3 separate regions of the Sus scrofa genome follow, and regions 1 and 2 are each linked to region 3. The links are chromatin contacts, called in public Hi-C and promoter capture Hi-C maps. All regions are on one chromosome and are shown on one strand. Each heading gives the region's core, a stretch centred on a gene start, on an enhancer-like site or on the middle of the called end of the contact. The rest is flanking DNA. Distances are from core to core; before and after follow the strand shown.

What was found. Promoter capture Hi-C pulls out the DNA fragments that hold promoters and counts their contacts. A called contact is a pair of places that touch in the nucleus more often than the background predicts.
Region 1: a contact with region 3 is called in a Hi-C map of liver, with 8 times the contacts expected there. The contact joins the promoter of PDPR here to the promoter of KARS in region 3. A contact is called at or near these places in 2 of 47 Hi-C or Micro-C datasets (heart right ventricle and liver) and 1 of 2 datasets of contacts at active chromatin or transcription factors (alveolar macrophages).
Region 2: a contact with region 3 is called in a promoter capture Hi-C map of liver, with 5 times the contacts expected there. The contact joins the promoter of MON1B here to the promoter of KARS in region 3. A contact is called at or near these places in 3 of 5 promoter capture datasets (fetal liver, fetal skeletal muscle and liver), 3 of 47 Hi-C or Micro-C datasets (embryonic fibroblasts, heart right ventricle and liver) and 1 of 2 datasets of contacts at active chromatin or transcription factors (alveolar macrophages).

What each region holds. Positions count from the first base shown.
Region 1 is chr6:13,185,220-13,189,662 of Sscrofa11.1, reverse strand. It overlaps PDPR (pyruvate dehydrogenase phosphatase regulatory subunit, mitochondrial), which reads right to left and starts at 2,286. Exons shown (of 20, transcript XR_002344509.1): 1 at 2,044-2,286.
Region 2 is chr6:10,723,825-10,728,150 of Sscrofa11.1, reverse strand. MON1B (vacuolar fusion protein MON1 homolog B) reads left to right here and starts at 2,677. Exons shown (of 6, transcript XM_005655760.3): 1 at 2,677-2,833; 2 at 3,253-3,410. The coding sequence starts at 3,263.
Region 3 is chr6:12,054,848-12,059,577 of Sscrofa11.1, reverse strand. It overlaps KARS (lysine--tRNA ligase), which reads right to left and starts at 2,103. Exons shown (of 14, transcript XM_003126856.3): 1 at 1,947-2,103. The coding sequence starts at 2,008. TERF2IP (telomeric repeat-binding factor 2-interacting protein 1) reads left to right here and starts at 2,127. Exons shown (of 3, transcript XM_003126857.3): 1 at 2,127-2,914. The coding sequence starts at 2,236.

The DNA.
Region 1 (4,443 bases), core at 1,037-3,536, 1.1 Mb before region 3:
CCACAGCCACAGCAATGCCAGATCTGAGCCTCGTCTGCAAATGACACCACAGCTCACAGCAACGCTGGATCCTTAACCCACTGAGTGAGGCCAGTATTCATCCTCATGAATACCATGCGCATTGGTTCTCTGCTGCGCCACAATGGGAACGCCAACTGCCAGTTTAATCTACACAAATCTGTAAGGGAGGTGTCACAATTTCTATTCCACACTTGTGGAAACGGAGGCACAGAGAAGTGAAATGACTCATCCAAGATCCTCTAACACTGGTGACTGGCAGAGCCTGAATTCAAAGCCTGCCAGTCTAGCACTAGAGTCTGCCACTGAAGCATTACTCTGTGCTACCTTCCCCTAACAGAAAAAGGGAATTACAAAGGTGGCATTCATCATAACAGATAAAAAGTTGCAAGATGGAAGAAACAATGCTAAAATGCCAGAGCTTTGAGCACCAAAAAAGGCTTTTTGACCTTGGGCTCATCATGACCTTCAAAAGAGTGAAGTGGTAAAGAAAAAGACTTCCAGTGGATTTGAAGAATGAAGGAAAAAGGAAGGCACAGAGTTTATACCAGTAGCTTTGGCAGCAACAGCAAGGCTTAAGAGCAAGGAGGTAACGGCAAGTAGAAAAGAAACAGAAGATGTCAAAGAAAAAGTAAAATAACACACCTGGTTGAAAATAAATTACGATCTCAACTTCTGCTAAGAAGAATTTCTTTCTTTCTTTCTTTCTTTTTTTTTTTTTTTTTTTGTCTTTTTAGCTATTTCTTGGGCCGCTCCCGAGGCATATGGAGGTTCCCAGGCTAGGGGTCGAATCGGAGCTGCAGCCACTGGCCTACACCAGGGCCACAGCAAAGCGGGATCCGAGCCGTGTCTGCAACCTACACCACAGCTCACGGCAACGCCGGATCATTAACCCACTGAGCAAGGGCAGGGACCGAACCCGCAACCTCATGGTTCTTAGTCGGATTCGTCAACCACTGCGTCACGACGGGAACTCCTGCTAAGAAGAATTTCTGCTAAACAACCTCACTGCTGGGGCTGGTTATGCTCAGATCTGCTTACACCTAGAACAAGAGGACAGCCCCGACTCCCTCTGAGCTGTTCCTCTGCATGGCCACAGCACCCTGGAGAAATGGGCTGCTAGTCCCAAGGAAGACTGGGTAAGAAGACAGAGATGAACACATCATTTCCCACACCTGCCTCGGCAAGAGCCCCCTGGGACACCTGCTTTAAAACTCAAGTCACAGACACACTCTTCCTCCCAGAGTCCATCTCTTAACATTCTGATCCTGCTGGTTCAGGTTGCTGTTTTTTTCAACAAGTGTACCAGATAATCAGACTAGTTTAAGAAATGAATACAAATCCCTGTACAAATACAAATCCCTGGCCCTGGAAAAGTGTCCCTTTCACACAGGCTAACTCCATGTCCCGCATCCCCCTACACAAGCGAGGGCGAAAAAAGCTTGAAAATGCTTGAATCAAACCTCAGGGTCAAACACATCAGAACCAAGAGGTCAAACGTTAGTAGCGAGCTCACTGCCCCGGCCTGGACTTTCCAGGTAACTTCACTGCCGACTCCGCAGCAGTTTTACTAGTTAATTAAGCGCAAGCGGACCACGTTTCCACGCGGGAAAACAATTTCACCTGCAGACCTGGCCCAGCTGAACAAGCCTGACCCCCGCTGCGGAGGCTGGCGGGGGGGCGGTGTGCAAGCCCGAGGCGGGGCGCCAGGAACGAGGTCATTCCCGCCGTCCTGGGCATCCGGGCTAGGCTGAGGGCGCCTGGAAGAACCGGGGAGCCGGGCACCGGTCCGCTAGGCGCCACTGCCGCGGGTGAGATTAAGGAAGATCGGGCAACGCAGTGTCGGCCCGGGCGGGCGGAGTCCCGGCGCCAGGACGAGCCTGCGGGAGGACCAGGCAGAACCCACGGGAAACGAAGCGCGGCCGGGAGCCCCCAGCAGGAACGGGGGTGGGGGGCTGAGGGCCCCGTGGCGGCAAAGTCCGAGCAGACCCGGAGGCCAGAGCGGCCCCCGGAGCTTCTCCTTACCTCACCGGCCTCCACAAGCTCCGCAAGCAGCCACACCCCGGCTGAAGCAGGGAAGCGACCACAACAGTTGGCTGGGGTCCTGGGGGCCGGAAGGGGGGTGGGGACAGGGAATGGGAAGGGGGCGGGGCGGTGGGCCGAAAAAGTTCCGGGGAAGCTTGAGTCCGCGACCTTCCGCGCTTTACGATCCGTAGGAAGGGTACGGCAGCGCGTGATCCCACTCGCGCACGCGCGTCGTGACGTCATCGACTGCTCCGCCCCTGACACGTGGGGGGTTGTTTGGGTCCCGAGTGTCTCCGCTTGAAGGTGGGCGGAGGGGAACCACCGTCTCGACGAAGATGCAGTCGCACTGGAGGCGGGGTGTTTCAAAGTCGCTTTAGAACTGCAGCTTCGGACCTTACCGATTTCTACCGATGCAGCTGGGACGGCCAAGATGGCCGGAGCTTTGGTGGAGCCTGCGGAGGGCAGGGGTTCTCTTACCGCGCGCGCGAGGCGAGTCCTCAGGTCCGGTCCCACGTGTCTGCCGCCTAAGGACACTCAGTCCAGGGCCTAAAAAAGATTCTTGGACCGAAAGCTGCTCTGTTTTTGGCCGTTGCTGCGGTCTTCCTGGGCGAATCACTAGTACAGCGGATCAGGAATCTTTTCTGCTGTCCCCGCCCGATCTCAGAGGCAGTTTAAGAAGACCTGCGATCTGGGCACCTTGCTTATTAGCACATCACGCTGTTTTCTTTCCTTTATAGAACTTGTGCTAAAGTAAATTAGTTGACTACCTTTCCCAACTAGCTGCACACTCTGCCCTCTGACAGTAGACCCTAAATCTCCTATTCTGCTGTGTTCTCAGCGCTTAGCGTGTGGCACGTTATCCAGTAAATATTTCTTAGAATGGAAAGCGATCTAATGGTACAGGCTTCTCTCCACTTGGGGCCACACCCAAGCCCATCTCACCACTCAAACCAGTTGTGTTAAAGGATTGGCACTGTGCCAGGTGATGGGATTCAGCCGTGCACAAGAAAGGGCTTCTGCCACTAAAGTGTGGCAGTGAAGTTCCAGGGACCCCTGTGTCACCATGCCAGCCTGAAACTTGCACTTTATGCATTTTTACTTGCCAGTGAACTCACACAAGACAGCCCATTTGAGGTCTGGTTTCCCGGCAACAGACACTGCATTTTGCTACCCTGATGTATGAATGTTCAAGGCGTTCCTGGCTTCGGTGCAAGAAATGTACTTAAATGGTTCAGTTATGGGCTTAAAGCTTATGGTCACCAGCTGCTCCCAAATGAAGACATTATAGACTAACAGATCTGAGGCATATTCTTGCTAAGATGTACTTGATACCTAGATGTGGCAATTTCAGGAGGAAAATGTCACAAGTATTTATTTATTTATTTATTTAGGTCGCCGGCTGCATGCAGAAGTTCCCAGGCTAAGGATCAAATCAGCACTACAGTAGCAACCTGAACCACTGAAGTGACAATGCCACATCCTTAACCCATTGTGCCACGAGGGAACGCTGTCACAGTTTTTTGTTGTTGTTGTTCTTGTTGTTTGTGTGTGTGTGTTTTTTTTTTTTTTTTTTTTGTCTTTTTAGGGCCGCATCCAGGCATAGAGAAGTTCCCAGGCTAGGGGTTAAATTGGAGCTGTGGCCACAGCCACTGGAATGCCAACCCAAGCCGCATCTGTGACCTCCACCACAGCTCCTGTCAACTCTGGATCCTTAGCCCACTGAGCGAGGCCAGGAATCGAACCCACAACCTCAGGGATATTGTTTGGGTTCGTACCCCACTGAGCCACAACGGAAACTCCCTCACCTGATATTTAGATGCATCTATTTTATCTTTGTAAACCTTCTGCCTTCTCCTTTTCACTCTCTCAAGGGCAGGAATTACAGGAAGTGAGGAAGGTACCACTAGCAGCTGTTTCAAAAGATCTATGCCAAGATTTGCTTTGCACACCAAGAACCGGAGCTTGGAGCACCTCTTCCCTCCAAGTTAGGTTCTAGTGCCTCATGCTCCAGAGTGTCACATGGTGGGTGGAGCCAGGAAGGATGGAGAAAAAGTACCTTCATTTCTGTCTGAGGGTACCCATCCACTCCACAGAGCTTCTCCTTCCCCAGAACAAGGGGATGTGCAAGAGACATCTCTGCAGCTCGTTTCAGGGAAGGGTTTTCTAGCAGCAGAGCTAACCCTTAATCTTTGGTCAACTCTTGGCATATACGACACTGTCGTTGTAGTTACTGTAAAGAGCTACAACTCATTCCTTGCCTTTGTAAATGTCCAGCTCAGCGCAGCCTTTTCTGTCCCTCTGTAGTGTCAGCATGTGGTCCCGAGGCATTCGAGGCCCTTTAGTAAATGGGATCTTTCTCATGAGCCCTGGTGACGAGAGGCACATGGGGTGCCCGAGCAC
Region 2 (4,326 bases), core at 1,428-3,927, 1.3 Mb after region 3:
TATAATACATATAACATGCAAGATACTTATTAGTCACATGTTTATGTTAAAAATAAGGATTCTAGACAACAGTAGGCTATTAGAAATTAAGGTGGTTTTTTGTGCTTTTTTTGTTTTGCTTTTTTTAGGGCTGCATCCATGGCATATGGAGGTTCCCAGGCTAGGAGTTGAATCGGAGCTGTAGCCGCTGGCCTACACCACAGCCACAGCAATGTGGGATCCAAGCTGCATCTGGGACCTCTACCTCAGCTCATGGCAACGCCAGATCCTTAACCCACCAAGCGAGCCCAGGGATGGAACCTTCAACCATATGGTTCCTAGTTGGATTCATTTCCGCTGCGCCATGACGGGAACTCCAGGCATTAAGTTTTTGTGGAGACAAAAGTTATGTGATTTTCAATGGCAGGGGAAGCCGTGGAGCCACTAATCCTGAGTTGTTCAAGAGTCAACTGCCTTGTTTTCACCTATAGTGGGTAATTACCTAGTGCAGGGAGAGGAGAAATATACATGTTTATTGTCTCATAAAATGATTTTTGTCTAAAACCTCACCATCCCAGCACCCTCACTAGACTGTCTCAGGGGCTCAGAGCACAAAGCATAACAACACAATAGACGGTCAAAAGGGACATGAAAAGATGCACAACATCACTAATAATTAGAGAAAGGCAGATCAACATTGCAGGGAGGTAACACCTCACACCAGTCAGAATGGGCAAATCATCAAAACGTCTACAGGAGTTCCCCGGTGGCTCAGCAGGTTAAGGACCCAGTGTTGTCACTACTCTGGCATGGGTTTGATCCTTGGCCCCCAAGGTGGGTGTGGCCAAAACAAACAAAAAACAGATTCAAGTGTTCCCGCCATGGCTCAGCAGAAACGAATCTGACTGGCATCCATGAGAACGAAGGTTCTATCCCTGGCTTTGCTCAGTGGATTAAGGATCCTGCCCCTTGCCATGAGCTGTGGTGTAGGTAGCAGAAGCAGCTTGGATCTCACGTTGCTGTGGCTGTGGCTTAGGCGAGCAGCTACAGCTCCGATTCTAACGCCAGCCTGGGAACCTCCATATGCCCGGAATTCGGCCCTAAAAAAGACAACAAATAAACAAACCAAAATTCCTAAATTTAAATGGGAATCCTGCAGTGGATGTAGCTGGAGGGGGGGGGGTCCAACTACACCAATCCTCGGGGGTTTGCCCTGCTGGGCCCCTCTGGCTGACAGAGGGAAAGGGTGAGAAGCTACAGACCAAGAGAGAGCAAAGTGGGAGCGACACAGATGGGAGAGGGAGAAAAAGGGAGATACCTAAGGAGAGAAAGCTAAAGAACGATTGAGAGAGACAAATGCCTAGAGAAAAAGACACAGACGAAAAGAGCTGACGAGATAAGGACGGAGAGCACACAGATTCAGAGAGGGAGAGACAGAGGTGGAGACAGCAAAGAGGCATCCAAACACAGGGGGAGAAAGAGACCCAGAGACAGGGAGTCGCAGGTAGAGGCATTCCGAGCAAAGGAGAATCCAGGGCATGTGCGTCCACACCTGCGCTCCCCCCCACACTAAAATTGTCAGCGAGGACCACCTCATGGCATTCAGGTTAAGAAGATCCATTCCAGTTCCCATTTGGGCGCAGCGGAAACGAATCCCACTAGGAACCCTGAGGTTGCGGTTCCACCCCTGGCCTCGCTTAGTGGGTTAAGGATCCGGGATGCAGTGAGCTGTGGTGTAGGTCGCAGACGCTCTGGGATTCCACGTTGCTGTGGCTGTGGTGTAGGGCCGGCAGCTGTAGCTCCGATTCAACCCCTAGCCTGGGAAGCTCCATACGCCGTAAAAAGAAAAAAAAGAAGAAGATCCATCCTGCCCCTGCATTTCTCTTTCCAAGCTAGTATCTCCAGGGGGGGCGGGAACCGGCGGGCTTCGCGCTCTACCCATGCGCAGCCAATGATGGTGAGCTGGGGAGGGAGGGGCATTTTCCTCAACCAACGAGTAATCAGCAGCGTCCCAAAGCCACGCCCCTCAAGCACCCCACAGAGGCGGGTGCTCTGGATCACATAGCTCCGCCCACAGAGTCCTAGCTTCGGAAATGAGGTCAGCTAGGCCTTTTGCCCTGGTCAGCCTACACATGGCCTTCGCAAACTCACCGCTCCGCGCCATGAGCATGTCCACGGCTCGCGCTTCCCTTTTCCCGGAGGACGCCAAGTCGAACACCCAGACACCCACGAATACTTCCTACTTCTGAGAGGCCCGCCTCTCGCCCTAGCAGCTGAGTCCCATAGGCTAGCCGGCCTGCGCACGGCACTCCGATTGGAAAAGGCGACTACCCGCCGAGCACTTTCTCTCTGTTCAGAATCCACTCCACCCTCATCGCCCTGCCTTTCCTGGTGGATAAGGGAGGGTGAAGTTGACTAGATACTGGCACATCTATAGATCCGGTGCGGGTACCTACCGTGACTTAGGCTGAAAACCTCCTCCAGTGAGGAGAGGAATAGGTTCGAGCCTTCGATTGGGTCCTGAGGAATGTCAGTCAAAGGATAGGCGGGTGCAATAGCAATCTGAGGCACAGTATTGGTGGAGATACGAGACGGACAACCTGAGAGCGGAACAGGGGGAGGGGTCCGGCTTTTCTTGATTGGGCCATAAAGGAGGCAGTGCCACCCTGGGTACTCCGGATTGGCTGAGCATGAACCGCGCCCCCTTCTCGCCTGAAGCCTTCAGTACGAGAAGAGGGCCCGGCTCGCCCCAGTTGGCTGCCCGTGCCAGTGGGGTGAGAACGAGTGCAGACCGGGCTCTGGGGTCCCGGCCAGAGACAACGTAGATCCAGGAGTGGCGCGCGCCATCTCAACGGTGAGGGAACACGAGTGGGAGACGAGAGAGAGAGAGGGGTCGGGAGCCCCAGGGAGCAAATAAACCTTCGCGACCGGAAGTGCCTTCCGAGCGCAGGCGGACCCGGAAGTGTGGCAAGACTGCAGCCACACCCGGAAGTGTGATTCTCCCGCAGCTACGGGAAGTAATGATACCTGGCCAATTGAGATACGGAGTTAAAACAGGTGTTTCTGTATCTTTATTTCCTAAGGCTCGGTAGAGCCTCCCTATTCGGAAAGTGTTGGAGGTTGCAAGAATGTGGTCATGTGTTTGAAATTCTCATCCTGTTAAAAGCCAGGGGAAAACGAACCCCAGGAGTGTGTGCAAGGGGGCCGGGCTCAGTAAAAGCTTTTTAGAAGTTTCTTTTGATGCAGGTTACCCTCCATTCCCCTCCCCAACAGGGATGTTCAGATGGAGGCCGGAGGAGACATTGCTGCCCCAGCCCCCGGGGACGCGGAGGACTTGGAGGACACGCGGTTCCCCAGTGAGGAAGCTAGAGATGGTGGAGGGGTTCAAGAGGACCCGCCCGATCCTGGAGATGGAAGCGTGGAGGAAACAGGTATGCATTCCCTTCATTAGGGTCATGGAAGGAATCCCTAGGGGGTGTTTTCGTTGGGGGAGACCTACAGGGGATCAGAAAGGAGGAGTCTTTTGGGACCCAGGGGAGTAGTTTAAACCATACCTTAGGTCAGCGGGAAGTCATTGCGGACTCACGTTGTGGTTTAAATCATTGAGTAAAGAGGAAATCATTGGGTATCAATGGATGTTCACTGGGGAGCCGGTGTAAATTTAGATCATTGAAAAATCAGAAAGGAATCATTTGGGGCCAGAGCGGGCCACTGGGGATATAGGATGTTTAAGTCAGTGAGTGACCAAAATAAAGTTAATAGACTCAAAGGGGAACTATTTAGAAATCAATGTTTTGGGAGGTTAGGGTGTTTTTAAAGTCGTTGAGGTGGGGAGTTCCCGTCGTGGCTCAGCGTTAAAGAACCTGACTAGTATCCATGAGGACACAGGTTCAATCCATCCCAGGCCCGCTCAGTGGGTTAGGGATCTGGTGTTTCTGTGAGCTGTGGTGTAGGTCGCAGATGAGGCTCAGATCCGGTGTTTCTGTGGCGTAGGCTGGCAGCTGCAGCTCCAATTCAACCCCTGTCCTGGGAACTTCGATATGTAATGGGTGTGGCCCTGAAAAACTGAAGAAATAAATAAAGCCACTGAGGTGGGAAGGAGGATCAGTGGGGGAGCCAATGAGTACTCAGAGTATTTATGTCATTGAGGAGTTGGTAGTAGTTGTTGAAGGGAGTCTTTAAAGAACCAGACCTTAGTTGATGTTAACAGTGATCAGTGGACATCAGTGAAATTATTTGAAGGAGTTCCCGTCGTGGCGCAGTGGTTAACGAATCCGACTAGAAACCATGAGGTTGCGGGTTGGTCCCTGCCCTTGCTCAGTGAGTTAACGATCCGGCGTTGCCGTG
Region 3 (4,730 bases), core at 854-3,353:
TGGGCAGAGATGATCACAACACTCTAGAAAATAGGAGACAAGCCCCTGACAGGTGGTTTCTCTCTTGGAGATTAAACACCTGGCCACAAAGATGGCAATGGGAAGCACATAAAATATCACCATCAACTGCAAACTCTGGACGAAGCTAAAAACAAACCACACAAAAGCAATTATGTCAAGGAGAAGACTTGTTTGGAGCTCTAGGAACAAGGAGGAAAGGAGAATTTCAGATGAGTCGTAGATTACATTATGTTTATACATTAACACTGGAAGGCAACAGAATGACAGGAACTATGTTCTTGATTTCATTAAAATAAATTTGGCCCTTCATTTAGGAATGAGTCACCTGGCAGGCAGCCATCTGTTTTTAAACTTGGAAAAAAAATAACTGACATACAGGGGTGTTCACTAAAGATTCAGATCAAGGAAATTCCAAGAACAATTAAGAAACAGAAGGAAATGTTAGTCATAAACTATTTCGGCCCATTAGAGAAATATACATCAATAGCAGATTCTTTTAGACACATGAGGAGGTATGATACAGTCAGGATAATGAGCACGGGCTGTAGAATTTGCAGACCTGATTTTAGATTATTTGCTCCAGAGCTTTGAATCCACGGCGGACAAAACTTTAGGCATGCAAATTTCAGCAACGTATATAATCACCAGAGCTTCAGTTTATTAAACTGAAAAATGGATATTAACACCTTCCTTGCAAGGTTATCACTGAGATTAGAGGAAAGTCTAACATTCTAGCACAGAGCCCAACACACAAAAAAAGATGCTTTAAAAAATGACTGCTGTAATTAATCTAAGAAGTCAGCAGAAAGGAACTGGCCAGTTTCCTCAGTTTACCCTAAAATTACACACTCAACTGGAGTTTTTACTTAGGAGGCATCTATGATTTATAACTCTAATATTCAATTACTGACGTAACGGGATCAAAGTTCAATCTTCCTCAAGGCAGAAGTTCAAGACCAGGTTCCAAACTTTTACAAAGATCTATTGGTCACTCTTCAAACAACGTTATTAGGGTGCCATCAAACCAAAAGCTTACATATTTCCTTTCTCATTTCCCTAGAATATGTGAAGCGTAAACCCAGAGACACAAAAGGAAACGTCAACTCTAACTGCCTGAATGCTAAAGCAGTCATTACATGCACTAAACTAACTTTTCTCCTTGCAACTGGAAGAGCACTGTATTTATGTACTAGACTTGGGAGTACTGAGGAAATAGTCACTCAATCATTGCTCATGTTTTATGAAGAACTTTGGTTGAGAAGGAGTGCAGTATTCAGAGAACAAAAGACACAGCCAGTGAAAAAGGCAGCTAATCTTTATTTATAAGTACTTTCATACTCCAGGGACTTGGGGTGATCACCAAAGATACATCCAGCAATGCTGAGTGCAGCTTGGTATATCCGGCTGACAGACCCTACTGCTGGACACTGGTGATTTATTCAATAATCACAGATCCTTTGAGTAACTCATACGGATAGGTGCACAACACAGTTGAAAAACTGATCTTTTTAATACTAAAGGTTCACAGTGGCTTTGGCTAGGCCAAGGACAATTTGAAGGTCTTTCTGAAAAACTAGGGTATTTAACATTCCTCCAATTTCCTTATTGGGGCGTGGCTCAATAATAACGCATTTCTCAAGGGGGAGCAAAGGGGAGAAGTAATTTTCCCTTTTCTCTGTCGCCTCTCAATTCTCCGCATACTCTCACTCCAGGAGTACGACGGGGAGGAAGGACGCGGTCAGCGCGGGCCCTCGGGCATCCTGGGGGATGTAGTTCAGGGCGCAGGGGCTACGTTCCTGCATGTGGGTACCCACGAGAGCCGGCAGGAAGGCCCCAAGCACAGCCGCTACGGCCGAAGCCTCGAGGTACTTCTTAGTCCAGACTCTCCGATCGCAAAGGTTTTAACGACCCGCATCGACACTTACTTTTTGCTCAGTTTCGGCTCCGCGCCGTCCACTTTAACTTCAGCCGCCTGTACCGCAGCCATCTTTCCCGAGGGCCGGACCTAAAGAGGATGAGACTCGTAGGGCGATTTTCAGGTCACGCTCGGAAGTCCCGCCTCTTCCGGGGAAAGGGGCGCCCACTGTTAACGCGCAGCTGTCGCGCAGGCGCATTTGGGGCCAGCAGCCGCGGCGTCTGGTACGTTACCTCAGGCAGTGGGGCTCCGTGCGCCAGACGCTCGTTAGGGGGCAGCTCTTCCGCTGCGCGTTCGCAATGGCGGAGGCAATGGATTTGGGCAAAGACCCCAATGGGCCTACCCATTCGTCGACTCTTTTCCTGAGGGAGGATGGCAGCTCCATGTCCTTCTACGTGCGTCCCAGTCCGGCGAAGCGCCGGCTCTCGACGCTCATCCTGCACGGCGGCGGCACCCTGTGCCGGGTGCAGGAGCCGGGGGCCGTGCTGCTGGCCCAGCCCGGGGAGGCGGCGGCCGAGGCCTCGGGCGACTTCATCTCCACGCAGTACATCCTGGACTGCGTGGAGCGCAACGAGAAGCTCGAGCTGGAGGCCTACCGGCTGGGCCCGGCTCCGGCGGACGACCAGGCCCCAGAGACGAAGCCCGGGGGGCAGGCCGGAGGCGGCGCCGCCGCCGCGGAGTCCGAGCCGCAGCCGCACGCGGGGCGGATCGGCTTCACGGACGCGGACGACGTGGCCATCTTGACCTACGTGAAGGAACATGCCCGCTCGCCCAGCTCGGTCACCGGCAATGCCTTGTGGAAAGCGATGGAGAAGAGCTCGCTCACCCAGCATTCGTGGCAGTCCCTGAAGGACCGCTACCTCAAGCGCCTACGGGGCCAGGAGCATAAGTACCTGCTGGGGGAGGCCCCCGTGAGCCCTTCCTCGCAGAAACTCAAGCGGAAAGCTGAGCAAGACCCCGAGGCTGCTGATAGCGGGGGTGAGGCCTGTCGCTGGCACCTGCGCGGCGTGGGGGCGGGGGCGTCGTTCCTGTCCCGAGGGGCGACCATGTTGTGTCTTTGGTAGCATCCCCCGCCCCGCCCCCCTGTGACATCCGGGTAAAACTAACACCATTTTCTGATCTTGAATTCACTTTTCCAATAGGTGGGATATTGACGGGGTTCGCTATTACAAAGGTACAAAAAGAGTATATGGAAAATTCTCCCCCTTTTCCTGCCCATTAGATACTCTCCCCCGCCCCCACCCCCCACCCTGCGAGGCACTGGGGAACCACCTTCTTGGGTATCTTTTCAGAGAGATTTCACAGACTCCTTTTTAAAAACAATTCTCCAGTGTTTAAGGAAATTCAGCATAAGCCCTGCCAGACCAGTTTATTGTAATGTCTTGGCTGAAACAGATGCATATTCACATAGAAGGTTCTCAGCAATTGGAAATGGTTTTTTAGTTTCGCTCAGGTGAGGTGAGTTTCTAAGGCAGTTGAGTTGAATGTTGGGACTCAGGTGTGGTTAGGATACAGCAAAGCTGGTCAGATGCTTCACTTCTGATATAAGGGATATTGACAGTTGAACCTGACCCTTTTGTTCAAAGAGGCATACTTCTTCCCCACTTCCCTATTCTTATGTGGCTGTTGCATCACAGGTGAGGTCTGGGGAGGTAAAAACTGTTCCTCTTGTTTTGGTTTCGGTAAAAGTGACATTTGAAATTCATTCAACAGATATTTGAGCTTGAGACACTTATCTTGCTGGGATAGAAACACTAAAACTCCCTGCTTAAAATGCTAGTTTAGTGAGTGCTATAGAGAAAAATAAATCTGAGTAAGGGCTGAAGAGGAGGTCGTTTTCTGCAGCGTGGGAAAGGAAGTTACCTATTTTAAACTGATACTTAAGCACAGACCAAAGGAAATGAAAGAGGTAGCCAGGTGATTACCTGAAGACGGGGTGTTCCAGGCTTAGAGAATGGTAACTGCAAAGGCCCTGAGGTGTGTACTTGTAGCAACAAGAGACCAGTGTGGCTGGGATGGAATAAAGCAAGAGAGAGAATTCTAGGAGAGCGGACAGGCTATGTGTAAAGGAGATCATGTAGGGCCCTGATTTTTAAATTAGTAGTATGGAGATGTCTAGTAGACCAGTCAGAACTTGGGACTAAGTAAGCTGAATTCTTTCTTTCTTTTTTTTTTTTTTTTTTTTTTTTGTCTTTTTAGGGTAGCATCTGTGGCATATGGAGGTTCCCAGGCTGAGCGTCAAACTGGAGCTGCAGCTGTTGGCCTACACCACAGCCACGGCAACATGGGACCGAGCTGCCTCTGTGACCTACAGCATAGCTTATGGTAAAACTGGGTCCTTAACCCGCCGAGTGAGGCCAGGGATCGAACCTGCATCTTCATGGATCCTAGTCTAGTTCATTAACCACTGAGCCATGAAGGGAACTCCTTTTTAATAGTAGCGTGTAGGTGGTCCTGAAACCAGGAAGACTAAGAAAAAATTTTTATGTATTTGATTATTTTAAATTTATAGCTTCTCATGATAAAGTCAGAGAGCAAACTGGAAAAATAGTACCAGTACATTGAAACAGAGTTTGTTTCCTTAATGTCCAAAGAGCTTGGAGAAGATAGTAAGTAAAAGAAAAACTGGTAGAAAAGTGGGCAAAGGAAATGAAACAGAAAGTTAGAAGAGGAAATAAATAAACGGCTACTAAACAAATGCAGAGATGTTGTTTAAATTAAAGGAAGTTAGACCCTGAGCAGAGGACCAGTACACAGACTGTCTGGACTTCTGACCCATGGAAACGTAAATGTG